Regions from separate parts of the Sus scrofa genome. Here region 1 is linked to region 2. Evidence: chromatin contacts called from public HiChIP or PLAC-seq data. All regions are on one chromosome and are shown on one strand. Each heading gives the region's core, a stretch centred on a gene start, on an enhancer-like site or on the middle of the called end of the contact. The rest is flanking DNA. Distances are from core to core; before and after follow the strand shown.

What was found. HiChIP or PLAC-seq counts read pairs in DNA pulled down with a chosen protein or histone mark.
Region 1: an H3K27ac HiChIP or PLAC-seq map of alveolar macrophages shows a contact between it and region 2. The contact joins the promoter of PHKA1 here to the promoter of RPS4X in region 2. A contact is called at or near these places in 1 of 47 Hi-C or Micro-C datasets (liver) and 1 of 2 datasets of contacts at active chromatin or transcription factors (alveolar macrophages).

What each region holds. Positions count from the first base shown.
Region 1 is chrX:58,580,839-58,584,809 of Sscrofa11.1, forward strand. PHKA1 (phosphorylase b kinase regulatory subunit alpha, skeletal muscle isoform) reads right to left here and starts at 2,378. Exons shown (of 32, transcript XM_021080697.1): 1 at 1,872-2,378; 2 at 695-853. The coding sequence starts at 1,949.
Region 2 is chrX:58,153,208-58,157,326 of Sscrofa11.1, forward strand. RPS4X (ribosomal protein S4, X-linked) reads right to left here and starts at 1,972. Exons shown (of 7, transcript NM_001204283.1): 1 at 1,921-1,972; 2 at 849-926; 3 at 185-365. The coding sequence starts at 1,923. It also overlaps the pseudogene LOC100622164.

The DNA of each region.
Region 1 (3,971 bases), core at 1,128-3,627, 430 kb after region 2:
CCATGTAGCCCAGAATGTTATTTTCTTGGTCATTCAAGCAGATGTAGCACCTGTGTCTAAACAGTTCTATAGAGGATGCTTCTTTACGGGGGGAGGGCCTTAAAAGTTGGCTTAAAGGCATCTGCTGACTCTAGCCTTATTTTGTTCCAGAAGGATGGGGTGAAGTGGGCATGAGTGGGGTGGTGGTGGGGTGGACTTACAACAGACTCTGAAACAGTGACCAAAGGTGTAAACGTCAACAAATAAAGTATTTATGTCTAGTTGGGAAAGTCAGCTAATTTGTATCAGTTACGCTCATATAAATACCACCTATCATTTTCAGAAACAAAGTAAAATGGTAGATACCTGCCTCCAGACATTCTTCGCAATAAGAATAAATATGCTGGAGACTGCAAAATACATTACTTGGAAAGAGGATTACAGACTTTTAGCAAAGACCTGAGGATAGGATTTTCTACTGTAAGAGAACAGACTGTGCCCTCTCCCCCTGAATCAGCAAGTTTCAAGTTTTCACTGCAAAAAAAAAAATTTCAGTACAATACAGGAAAGCTCTTTGGAATGTAATTTCAGCAAGGTGAAGAAAGAGGGAAAAAGGCAAAGGACACTTCTCTTAGCTTCTGTGGACTACATTTCCTTCCATTCCTGCCCCTCCTCCCTCCAGCTCCAGATCTCTTTGTATTTTTATCCTGAGTACCTGCTCCAGTTCATAGGCCTTTGCTTTATCCTCATCCCGGTCTGCATTCTTTCTATAGGCCAGGCCCAGACCCCATACAGCCAAGATGCTGTACACGTTATCCCGGACCCAGGCATCTTTCTGATCAAAGCTGGCTGGAAGCAAACCAGTCACTGGATTCTGTAAAGACAAGAAAAAGGGACAGGCAGGTAACCATAGGGTGTTAATAATGAGGAAAGAGAATCTTTCAAATGGGTACTCAGGGACTTTGATTTTCCCTCTAGTTCCTCATTCCTAAGTTTTATAATCTTCTCTTCTTCTAAGTGCAAGCATGTATCTCAAAAAAGAGGAAAGAGCTGGCTGAAGACTTAAATCTGAAATGTGGATATTCTTAAAAGAAAGGCAGTGTTTTAACTTTTCAGTTAGAAAGAATGAACTACCAACAAAAAATCACCATTAAAAGAGTAGAAAAATTATGATTAACAATATACACATGGGGAGTTCCCGTCGTGGCTCAACGAACCCGACTAGACTAGTATCCAAGAGGAAGTGAGTTCGATCCCTGGCCTTGCTCAGTGGGTTAAAGATCTGGCATTGGGTGAGGTGTAGGTCACAGCTTTGCCTCGGATCCTGCTTTGCTGTGGCTGTGGTGTAGGCCAGTGGCTACAGTTCCAATTCAACCCCTAGCCTGGGAACTTCCATATGCTGCAGGTATGGCCCTAAAAAAGACAAAAACAAACAAAACAATATACACAGTGTACTTCAGATCTTCACCAACAGTCTAGTTTTAAGATGGCTAAAATTTCCCCTACCTCTTTTCTTCAGCGGGAGGGGAAGGAGGCAGAGCTCAAGCATGGGTCGGGGGTGGGGGGCAGTGCCAAAAAACAATCTACCCGGCATCTTTCAACTCTGGCCCCTGGAACCCAGCTGTGGTTTCGGGCACGGGGGGAACAGGGGAGTGCTCAGAAGCCATGACTCAGAACTCACAGCTAACTCTGGTTCTGTTCCTGGCCCAACACCTAGCTTTTCTTCAGGGTCCTTTACAGCCTCCCCAGCTAGGGGGAGGGAGAACCTGCAAAACACACACACACACAGCCCCCCCCCCCCCCCGCCAACACACACGGGTTCACCTAGGGTCTCCGTCCAGGCTGTCACACTCCACACCCTCCGAGTTCACAGGTGACACCCCTCCAGTTACCTGATGGCACAGGATGGTCTGATGCACTAGCCTAGCATAGCCATCTAGCCGGACCCCGGAGTTACTCCTGCTCCTCATCCCGCTCGGTTTCCAATCCTCTCAGAAACAGAGTGCCACAGGAGCCCACGGTCTATCCAAGAAAAGAGACCTCAACGCAGCTCCACCCTCGCTGTGGTAAGCTCAAGTGCCAGGCCCTATCGCTGTTCAGGCCTGGGGCGGGCTGTCCCGGCCACGACAGCCTCCGCAGCCACTACCCGCCGGCGGGCGTCCGAGCCTCTCGCAGTCCAGGGCGCCTCCGAAGTGCCTCCGGGGCCGCTTGCCGCCTTCCTCAAGTTCGTCTGGCCTCTGTGGGTGCCTTCTGCATCCTCTGCTCCACTCCTGGAGACCCGAGTGACCCGCGGCACAGTCTTCCGTGCGGCCGGCGGCAGCAGCAGGTCACCGGCCGCGACTCCGCCTCCACCTTGCGCGAAAGACAACCGGGAGGCGGGGCGGACGCCGTGGATCCCTGCAGCTGCGCGCGACGCCCGGGGACTTTCTCCGCCCCCAGGCCCTCGCCCCGCCCCTGGTGCCCCCACCGGCCCCGAGGCCGAGAATGTGTCACCGTATGCAATGTGCTATCAAGGGTTTATTTTCGAAACACCTCAAATGACTATTTCTGTTGTCCACACTTGCTGTACACACAGGATTTGGGGCAACCTGTTTCTTCTGCTGGACTAATTTTAGGAACCTATTGTAACTTCAAACCTAAAAGGAAAGAACGACCTTTTGCCTTCGGTGTCTAAAGAATTGGAATTTTCGGGTCTTTATTGTATTTTATACTTTTGACTCAAAGCTCAGATTAAACTCTTAACTCTGACCCAAAACAAAGTAGAAACAACTGCCTAAATTACTTTATTCCTTAGAAAGTGGCGAATCAGCGCGCTTGGGAAGGAGAGGGCAGTGGTGGGCTTTGAGAAAATGAGTGACCCAGGCGGGAACTGGGCTGGGAAGGAGCGGTGCTCAAGATTGCCTTGGCTGGAGAGGAGCTGGAGGAGATTCTATAGCGGCTTTGGAAGGCTCCCGCGTGCGCACGTAGGTCACAAGGCTGAGGCTGCAAAGACTCAGCTGAAAATAAAGACAGAAAGAGAAGATAGAAAATAAACCTGTAGGTAACGCTGATCACTAGCCCAGGAGTAGTCGGTCCACACCCTTCCCGGTGCCCGGCCCCAGGGTCTTTGCTCCGTCTGTTTACTGGCCCAAACCCCACATCTTGATCTCGGATTATTCAAATACTGCATGTCTTTCAAGGCAAGGCTTAAGTGCCTCCTGTTCTCGGAATCGCGAGGTAAGAGACTTAGACTGATTGACCTTTCAGGTCCAACTTAAGAATCTGCGGTTCTAAGCCTTCTTTAGCCAACTCACCAAGGCCACAGTGATTTTGCATTTTCGTTTATCTTTTTGTTTCTCTAAATTTAGTCTTTCCTCCGTTCCAACCCCCACCATCACCCCGACCCAAATTAGCGTGAAGCCTGGCACATTGGAAGTTGACTAGTAAATATTTGGTGCTGGTGATGAAGAAGGAGGGAATGCTCGAGAACTCAGATCTGGAACGTTCAACGGCCAAGTCGGTGATATAGTTAGATATGGTGATACATTTAAAATTCTCAAGCAAATAATTTCCATTGCATACACTGGCTAAGCAAATGCCATGACTGGCAAATATCAAGCTACTTTAAGGCCCAGGTGTACAAAGGGAGAAAAAGTCTTCCCGGGGAAAGCTACTTCATTTTGGAGGAAAGAGTGCTTGACTGCCCCTGTTCTTTCTAGTCCTTAACTCCCTGAAATCTCCTCCTTGGCCTGTCGCCTCAAAAGACCTTTCTCTAGCTGTGTACCCTTGAAGCTACTGCCCTCTCTTTTACTTCACCTCACCATCATTTAAAAATGTTTTTAAGGGAGTTCCTGTTGTGGCTCAGTGGAAACAAATCTGAGTAGTATCCATGAGAATGAGGGTTTGATCCCTGGCTTTGCTCAGTGGGTTAAGGATCCAGCGTTGCCATGAGCTGTGGTGTAGGTCGCTGACACAGCTTGGATCTGGTATGGCTGTGGCTGCATTGTAGGCCA
Region 2 (4,119 bases), core at 722-3,221:
ATTTAGAGAACTGAAATCTGGTTTTGAAAAATAATTTATGATTTGCAGCCCTGCAATATGAAGTAAACTCGTGAGGGGGACGGTCATGCTATGTTTCTGAGACTGATAAAAGTTGTATTTAATACAACTACCTTTTCAGAGAAGGAGTTCAGGAGCCATGAAGTGCCCATCACTAACCACTTACCCATAAAACCAGCGGGGTAGGTTATATCAGTGCGGACCTTGCCGTCTATCTTAATGAAACGCTGCATGCATATCTTCTTTACTTCATCTCCTGTTAGGGCATACTTAAGTCTGTTCCTTAGGAAAATAATGAGGGGGAGACATTCCCTCAACTTGTGGGGACCAGTAGATGGACGAGGAGCCTGTAAAACGATTTTTTAAAAAAATCTCATTGTTGGGATTCACTCAAACCACCTCTCAAGTCCTGCAATCCACCACTGTCACCCCCTCAATTTGAGTAAACAAGAGAGGCCTTCAAGGCCCACAAAACTATTCCAGACCTCCAAGTTTTCCAGCATTTCCCCTTTCAGAGGACCAGACCTGTTAATATTTGAAGTCCTGCATCTACCCAAATTGTGGTATACGGAATGAGGCACAGAATTATTATGCTACAGTAAGGTAGGGTGCAGCTAGATACACAGGGCCTTCAAGAACAGACAAGTCTTCCTCTAGTTCTGCCCCCCCCCCCCCAAAAAAATGACTTTTGGGAGGCACTGCAGGGAACATTTTTTTGGACATGGTAATCAGGGATGCTTGGCACATAAAGGAACAATATAAAGCGTGTCTCTTAAATACGTCAATTTTATCTCAATAAAATTGTGAAAGATGTCCCTTAAGATACTTACAAACACACCGGTCAGTTTATCCAGCATCCAATGCTTTGGAGCTGCTACGCGCTTCAGATGTTTCTTGGGACCACGAGCCTGAAAGAGTTTCAAAGTTGTAAATTTTAATACTGTTAAATGGTTTCAGGTCTTATAAGCCATCCTTGAAAGAAGAGCGAGTCTGTTTCCTCTTCAACAAAATGTGGACAATGTTAAAAACAAACAAACAAAAAAAAAGCATAAAGCCACGTGATAAAAGGCAGAAGCGAATGCATACACAGTATCTAGCAAATACTATAGGTTCCATAAACCATAGTCAACTTTCTTACTGTACAAAAAGAATACTAAGTGATTACTGTCTCTCAAAACAGCATTTCATGTTACTAAGTATCTACATGTTACTGTTTCCAAGCGCCTGATTCTAGAGGCTGTCTTTTTCGAGGAGAGTATGTTGGTGAAATAGCCTGGGGTGGACCTCGTGGCGCACAACCGGCCAGCAACAGAAAACGGACCAGAACTCAATCTGTGCTTCTACTTATCCAACTGAGCATTTCTGGTTTTTTAAGTATTTGATGCGAGATTTAATCTGACCTCGGCACAACCACGTGCCAATAGCTGCTTCCTCGAACTCTGAAAGTGAGTTTTTCACCTTAGAATGCGGAAGCCTCTGTAATATTACTTACTGGCCACACTACCTAAAGTCATGAAGTCAGGCCGTACCAAAAACACAGCAAAAAGTTTCTCCACCCGCCCGAGGCCTGACGTCTGTCCTCCGGGGCCAGCCTGGGCTCCGGTCTGGGAAGCAAGACGCTCCTCCCAAGGCCGCAGGATCCGTGGCCGGGTGTGGCCGGCCCGAAGACAGAGGCCTTCCCGCCAGCGGCATCGATCTCCAACTCCCCAACCCCCATCCCCGGGCCGGCCGGGGACCCGCGTTCGCCTTCGCTCTCGAGCCCCCCTAGGCCCACCCCGCCTGCTGCTCTCCCTTCGTTTCCGCCCGGCGACCCCCTGCGGGAGCCCCGCAACCCCGGGCAGCCCCAGCCCTGGGAGGATGGAGGCTGATGGGTCCCAAGAGCTCCCCAAGAAGCCACCTTACCATGGCTGCGCTAGGCACGAAAAGAGGTCCGCCTCCTTCCGGCGCGCGGAGAAAAGAAGGTCCGCGGCTGCGCGCGCCGGAACCTCGGACGCTCCTCCCAGCTCCGCCCCTTCGTGGCGCGCGGGGAGGCTATCTTGCCACCTGCTGGTGGGAGGTCAGAGGTCCCGAGCTTGGGAACCTCCACCGAAAAAAGGGGTGTCTCCCAAGGACGATTTCCTCCCTCCCCTTTCCCGCCCTCCCCGCTCGGGTATTTGCTGAGCGTCTTTGGGGCGCATGATTCTGTGTTAGGTGCTGGACAAAGGTGCACTAGGCAAGCTCCCTGCCTTCGAGGAGAGGAAAAAGTGAGGCTACTAGTTCTACCTACACATGATCCTATTATCAGTAGAATATATTGAGATAAACAAGGTCCTACTCTATAGCACAAGGAACTATATGTAATATTTTGTCATAAACTATAAAGGAAAATAATCTGAAAAAGAATATAGATATAAAGAATATATATACATATATAGACAATATATATACATATACACATATGTAACTGAATCTCTTTGCTGTACACCTGAAACTAAGACAACATTGTAAATCAACTAACTATTCTTCAGTTAAAAAAGGATAGGCGGGAGTTCCCGTCGTGGCGCAGTGGTTAACGAATCCGACTAGGAACCATGAGGTCGCGGGTTCGGTCCCTGCCCTTGCTCAGTGGGTTAACGATCTGGCGTTGCCGTGAGCTGTGGTGTAGGTTGCAGACGCGGCTCGGATCCCGCGTTGCTGTGGCTCTGGCATAGGCCGATGGCTACAGCTCCGATAGACCCCTAGCCTGGGAACCTCCATATGCCGCGGAAGCGGCCCAAGAGATAGCAACAACAACAACAAAAAGACAAAAGACAAAAAAAAAAAAAAAAAAAAGGATAGGCGGTCTCAACAGTGGCACAGTTTTGGGTGGCAGCTGTAGCTCAGATTCAATCCTCTGCCTGGGAACTTCCTTACGCAACAGGTGCGGCCATATAAATAAATAAATAAGGAGTTCTCTTGTGGCGAATCGGGTTAATGATCTGATCTGGCATCATCACTACTGAAGCAGATCCGGTTGCTGCTGTGGTGCAGGTTTTTGTTTTTTTTTTGGGGGGGGTTGTCTTTTTGCCTTTTCTAGGGCCGCTCCTGCGGCACATGGAGGTTCCCAGGCTAGGGGTCTAATTAGAGCTGTAGCCCCCAGGCTACTCCACAGCCACAGCAATGCGGGGTCCAAGCCGCATCTGCAACCTACACCGCAGCTCAGGGCAATGCCAGATCCTTAACCCACTGAGCAAGGCCAGGGATCGAACCTGCAACCTCATGGTTCCTAGTCAGATTCGTTAACCACTGAGCCACGACGGGAACTCCTAAAAACACATTAAAATAAATATTCAATATTATTTATTAAGCGTATTTTTTCTGTTCCTTCTTCCAAGTTCCCTCGAGCCAGCCAACCTGCCCATACTATTGGGAAGAGCCAATGTTTTTTCCCTCCAGCTTCTCTGCAGATTGCCAAGGGGGTGCAGCCTAGGGGGTGGGAGGGTAGGATCTCTGTTTGAACTCTACCCCTCGATTTCTGCACAACACATGTGGCATTTATCATAAAGTCTCAGGAAAGAGAGGGGACATTAGAGACCATCCAGTTATCTGAGACTTAGATCTGATCATGTTATTTCCCTACTTTGAAACTGCCCTTGGGCCTCCTGCCTGATGCCTCAGGTCCCTCTGCCTGTCACTTGCCACTTCCTTAACTTGGACACCCTTTGCTCCCTTACGCTATCCCAAACCTCAAAGCTTAGGCCACTCCAAGGTGCTACTGCTCTGAGAAAGCTGCCTTTTACAAGTTGGCGGACCTGATGATCCCCTCAGCTTGGAAATGCATGGGAAACCCAACCCTCTTCCTGGGCACCTAATCCTGCTTGTCAGCTCAGGTCCCTCTAGCTCTGTGAGCCCTGGCTTTGCTCTGGCAGGGTCAGTGCCACATTCTTTTGCCCCAGAGCCCTCTATTCAAACTGTACGACAACACTATACCACATTGGGTTGGTAATGACTAGCTTCCCTGTTGTCCTCCACTAGGCTGTGAGCATTTCCATGAAAGAGCCTGCTCCAATTCATCTGGGCAGGCCCTTTGCCACCTAACAGAGAGCTTAGTCGCTGGGGCCAGCACTTGGTAAATACTTGTCG